Regions from separate parts of the Zea mays genome. Here region 2 is linked to region 1. The links are chromatin contacts, called in public Hi-C maps. All regions are on one chromosome and are shown on one strand. The core of a region is the stretch at or near the end of the contact, and the rest is flanking DNA. Distances in the headings are between cores, read along the strand shown. Region 1 has its middle 14 kb from the start of LOC100192799. Region 2 holds the start of LOC541960 (liguleless 4).

Region 1 (2,862 bases), core at 56-2,555:
GTAATCTTCTTCGTATTCGTCTTTGCTATTGACTCAAGAAAGCCAAGATTCTTCTCCTCAGAAAGGCTCAGCTTCGTTTCAGCAATAGCTTTTTTATCTTTAGACATCTTCGAAAATGTTAAAAAACTGCTCTCAAAGCCGAAGCTTAAAAAACCTAAAAAACCAAACAAGTGTTGGTGCGCAAAAGAGCTAAAAGTTGAGTAAGCAAGAGCAGATGGCAAGAAAGCGTGCCAGATATGCTCGCGGTGTGCTCTTATTTATACGCCCAGTGCGTTGCAAGTGGGAGGGCCCCGCTTGTCATTGACTGATGCTATTCTAGCAAAGGGAAGGTGTTTTTTCGGACCTTCGGCTTAAGGCCTTCGTCCATATCGCAATCTGAATTTATCATTCTAACAAATTAATATTGCGAGGGGCTACTGTTGGGGGCCTTCGGCTTCCGAAGGTCCTCAAAAATATGATTTAACAATGTTTCTGGAGTATGATACATAAACAGGTACCTTCGGACTTAGGTCAAAACTACAGTGTGAAGAAGCACAAAGGATACGAAGGATGGCGCAGAGCCGAAGCTATGCGCAGGGGAGCTTCGGCGTGATAACAGAAAAGGGAACCGACTTAAAAGGGAAAAGGCTATTTAGACCCTGATGGACTATTATAGAATTATTAGCAAATGTAAAGGGTATGGGTGTAATTTTACATGGGCTGCATCCCGTGCCTATAAATAGATGAACAGTGCTCACGTACTGTTCACGCTGACTTGGCATTTGCTTTTGCGTCACGCTTGTACTTTTGCCTTCTTTTAAGCCGAAGGTACATTTGTAATTTGTTATCATTTCTATTTTTCCATAATAATAAAATAGAAATGAGTTTTAATGATAATATTTGAGTATTCATACTTTGCATGAATCCTTCTTTATTATTTGTTGTATTGATGAAGGCATGTCCTTTATAACCTTCGTCCAAGACTCATTATATCTCGAGAGAGGTAATGCTTCGAAGGATAAAGAACTTTAACGTTTAACAATTTTCGTGTTGCCTTTTCTTAATTCATAGCATTTAAGGAAAAGTCCCCAACAAGTATGTTCGTTGTAGTATCTCTCTGGTGACCAAACCGATGCTATGCTAATTCCAAATTCCAGGTTCCAAATGGCACAACACACACATACAAAGCCGTGCAGTGCTGTGCTGATGACGAGGAGGAGGGATTATATATACTGGAATTCTGAAACAGTCTCCGGCCTGGACTAGTGAAAGGATCCAGGTGTGGCAATGTCTGGATGATTGATGGGATCATAAATAGAGTAGAGTAGGACTGTTGGCGAGCCAGGAGGACCACAAACGGTTTCCCACCAGGACCACAAACTGCCTCCTTCCTTCCTTGGAACCTCCAACCAAAACCAAACCAAGATTTGTTTACTTGATGCTTCAACCTTAGCTTTTCCATCAGGTATTTCGAGAGGTCTCTCGTGCAAACATGCTTTATGCATGGCTGTGTGTTACAAGTATATAAGATAGCCTCTTTGACTATATATGTTTCCTCTTGTTTTTGTCAATCATGGGTCACTCAGCATGATTACACTTCAATCAATAACTAAAAAACAATAATGCAACAGTAAATATGTTTTATAATCTCTCTCTCTCTCACTCTCTTTTTGTCGCCTAGGTTAACCTAAGCTTGTATATAATTGTATTGATTCAGCAGCTAACGTCTAATGATTTGCTTTGATAAATAATGCCATTAATTTCTTGAAAGATAATATATGCAGTACCATGGTTAGCTGTCTCTACTCAGTAGATCTACAAGTGTATTTATTATATATATGCATATCTTTTTTTTAAGATGGAGAAAAAGCTTATCTCGACAGAGGTCAAGGAAAGACATCTCAACAATGCATTATTGGTCACAGGCCCTACCTTTTTTTTTTTCTCTCTCTCTCTCTCTCGAGACATATCTTCAAGACAGTGACATCCACTGTCTGTCAAGTCTACAAGACGAGGGCCTAACCGACGCCACGCCCTATGTTTTGCTCATCTTGATAACAACACGCCCACAACTTTTTAATACTGTATCCCGTAAAATAGGGTTCGGGACACTATTTATAAATTAAAGTTTAAAAAGAGGAAAATAGAAAAAGAAAACGAAATTGAGACCTCCGTTGTCTTCATTTTTCGACTTTCCAGCAACGATGAACACGTACTCTCGGCTCGGCTGCAAAAAAAACCTATATTTGCGGCGCGTTCTCACGTTCCTTTCAAGAGGTCAAATCACAACGAGCCTTCGCATCTCCAGACAGCATCATCAAAGATGGATTTTTTCAGGATCGAATGGAGGTCCCGCATCAGATGAACATACTCCACCGGCACCGTCCACGGCGGTGCAAGATAAAAATCCAGTATAAATGCAGACTTATCATGGCAACCAACCAGCCAGTCATGTCATTCAACAATCTACCATCTCAGATCAACCTCACCTTTCTGCCTTAATTTGTTTGGAGACCAGTGCAGCTGAAAGTTCCATCTCTCTCTTTCTCTTGTTTATAACTCATGCCTCATTTCATTGCTGCAACCGACAAATATAAGACAACACTGGCGCGTAGTAATACGGCTCCAATCCTCCTAGGCCAAAAAGAAAAAACAAAAGAGAGACAGAACAAGATAAGGTTCCTGAATTCTTGGAGAAAAAACAGGTTAGTTTCTTGCCAGTTGCTGTGGATGAGTCCTGTCATTCTGTGTATATATTAGCAAAGCCGCCTGATTTTTTTTTTTTTTTGGAACTTGGAAGATTCTCGCTTTCTTTGAGAGCATGGAACCTGAAACAAGGCAAGCTAAAGCACACAGATCTCTCGCTTTGAAATCTCTACTACA
Region 2 (2,940 bases), core at 189-2,688, 110 kb before region 1:
ATTCATCAAAGCTAGAAGCAGCCATCCTCGCCCCGGCCGGCCGGCCCCTATATTCGCACACGCACACGCTAGCTTCCTTTGCTTCACACAAGAGCAGCAATAATGCACTGATGCACGGGTGCATGCCCATGCCCGCAATGGCGATGGCATGGCCAGGTTGTCGTCGCACACCTGTGGATGGAGGAGCCGGCCGGAGAGATGCACGCATGTGAGCGGAGGAAGGTAGTTACCTGAGAGCGAGGCGGCGGCGCCGCAGAGGGAGCTGAGCTGCGTCCGGACGCTGCTGAGGAAGGACGCTGCCTCGTCGAATGGCCGCGACAGCTCCTCCTTATACCGCTCCAGCACCCGGCAGTACGCCTCCTGTGCGCCGCGCCGTCGCCACGGTCACATGTAATAACGACGCAAGAATCAGAACGGGTTTAGTGCGTGCGGGGCCGTGGCGTGCGTACCATGAACTCGTCGAGCTCGGGGTCTAGGCCGACCTCCCCGCCGGCAGAGGCGGCGGCGCACCTCTCCCGGCCGATCTCCTCCAGCAGCGTGGCCACCTCCGGCGGCGCGCCCACCTGCCACGCCAAATCAAGAAACCAAACCATGCGGGCGAGCGCGTCGTCAAGGCGCAATCTTTCCGCAACTAATCTCGGCGATCGAGCGAGCTAGCTAGCTAGCCGGCCGCATGATGCGACGGCGAGGTACCTTGCGGCACTCGATGTAGGCGGAGAGGAGGGAAGGGTAGCGCGGGTGCCCGGCGATCTGCGCCTTGACCAGCTCCGTCAGATCCGCCGGCGGCGGCGGAGGGGGCTGCGACGGCGGGGGAGGGGGCGAGCCTGGTCCGCCGGCGACCCCGGACACCTCGCTGGCCGCCGTGGCGGCGCCCCCGGCGCGTGAGATCCCCGGGTGGATGCTGTACAGATCCTCCATGCCTGCCGCGCCTTCCTGCAATAATCTTCTTGCCTGGAGCTCGATCGCGTGCCCCAGCAACCAAGCTGCTGCCTCGAGCGATAATCTGCCTTCTACGGTTCTACCTATCTACGCGCACCTGTGCACAACAAACCCATATAATGGAGACAGTAGTAGAAGACGACTCCGACGGTTCTGTGTCGTTTATTTGTCTGGTTCTTTAGAGGTATGTGTGGATGCGGGAAGCTCCAGGAAGGCGAAGAAGCGGCAGCTAGCGCAGAAGGAAAAGGGGCAAGCAAGAACAAGAAAAAGTAGGGGAAAGGGCAGAGATCATGGGGAGAACGGGAACTAGCAGCGGCCGTTTCCACTGCAGCCCCTTGTGCTGCTACTGCTGGAGCTGCAGGCGCAGAAGCTGGGCGTGATCTCTGCAGCAGCGGGATACATGCGGGCGAACTGCCTCGGCTGCGCTCTCTCTCTCTCAGTCTCTCTCTGGGAGGATGATGGAGGCAGTGCCTGCCAGTGAGATCGGGAAAGAGGGAAGGAATAGCTAGGGATGTGAAAGTGGGTGGTTTTTCTTTGGGACAAAAAAGTTATAAAAAATGTGCATGGATGGTTTGTTGGGACTCTTTATACGGTCGTAGTTTTTTTATTAGGATTGATTTGGTGATAAAGAGATAGTTTCGTGATCCATAGTCACTAAATCAGTCCTTAACGTTTTATTTTCCTTGATTTTTTATGCAATGAAGTGCTAGTGTGAGACGAGGGAGAAGGGGTGTCGTTCTTTTTGCATGGGAGACCTTGATGAATGGATCATACTTCTAAAGATGCCCTCGCTATGCTAGACATTATCATATTTCAATGTTCTTTAAGAGCTGGTCGAATAGAAAACAGAATTTTCACGCGTTATGAGGTTGTGTTTGGTTCATCTTCTTGAACCAGATTTGCCGCCAAAATTTTAGAATCCAAACCAAACGAGTACAATAGTAGAATAGATTCTTCAAAATCTATATAATTCTCTAGTCCAATTCAGAATCATCTCCTATCCAAGATTGTCTAGATTTTTATCATCCATGTTACAAGGTATCATGTCTTATAAAATTTATAGTCGACGGTTATTTCACCAAACAAATTTGAGTTTTTTCACAATCATCAGGTCACAACAGTTTTCTCACAACTCATAGCTCGACTAAGATTTTTATTTATCTACAACTCAACTAAATAGACCCTAAGACGTGTTTCAGCGTCAGCCGACTTAGACCAAAGACGTGGGTTAGACGGATGTCGGTAATGACTGATCCGACTTTAATATTGATTAGTAGACCTACCAACTCATTGTTATCAATCACATTAAAGTTAGATCGATCTGCGTCGATCGCATTGGAGAAACGGTTAATATCAACCACCTTTAACCATGTGCCACGTTCTGATTGATTCACAGTATTTTAAAGTCTAAAAACTGAAAAAACTAGAATTCGTAAATAGAGCATAGTGTTTTGGTCCATTTACACCCCTTATTCTTTAATCTGCTCTTATCATATCTTGTTTCACTCCTCTCACTCTCCTTTCAGTTTATCAAACCACTGTCATCATGTCTTCCTCGGGATCCTACATTGAGATGATCGAAGATGAAGTACTCGATATGCTACATCAAACTATGATGGATAGGAGATGGAGGTTGCCTCTGGGTCTTCAACGAGAAGGAGGCAAAGGACACAACAGGGAAGCTACATTGATTGGGATTGTGAAGTCTCCCACAACTGACTGATACAAGACTAAGTTAACGACCCATGCTCTACCCTTTTCTTTACTTTCGTTGAAGGTACTGCATACGGAGGAGTCTCTTCCTTCAAATTTTGGAGAGGTTAGATTTCCCTATATTTCACTCTTATAACTGTTACACTCAACCATAGTGGTTTCTCCCCCTCCACCAAAGATGCATTGTTTCCCTCTACATGCTCTTCTATGTTAGGGTTACTGACTTCATTCATGATTGTATCAAAATTGGGAGCTTGGCCTTAGAGCGTCTCACATATTTTTGTAGGG

Evidence for each region. Hi-C and Micro-C count contacts between places; a contact is called where the count stands out from the background.
Region 2: a contact with region 1 is called in a Hi-C map of leaf, with 4 times the contacts expected there. The contact joins the promoter of LOC541960 here to the enhancer-like site in region 1. A contact is called at or near these places in 14 of 25 Hi-C or Micro-C datasets (bundle sheath, ear, leaf and 4 more) and 1 of 3 datasets of contacts at active chromatin or transcription factors (leaf).

The regions. Positions count from the first base shown.
Region 1 is chr8:134,334,819-134,337,680 of Zm-B73-REFERENCE-NAM-5.0, reverse strand. No RefSeq gene overlaps it. Among protein-coding and RNA genes, the nearest start is that of LOC100192799, 14 kb to the right of the region's middle. Within about 2 kb of position 1,305, at least 13 of the 20 cell types and tissues checked have an H3K27ac peak or open chromatin away from gene starts, as enhancers often do. A contact at or near this core is called in bundle sheath, ear, leaf and 1 more, where this site is marked.
Region 2 is chr8:134,448,111-134,451,050 of Zm-B73-REFERENCE-NAM-5.0, reverse strand. LOC541960 (liguleless 4) reads right to left here and starts at 1,438. Exons shown (of 5, transcript NM_001371616.1): 1 at 694-1,438; 2 at 450-563; 3 at 231-360. The coding sequence starts at 918.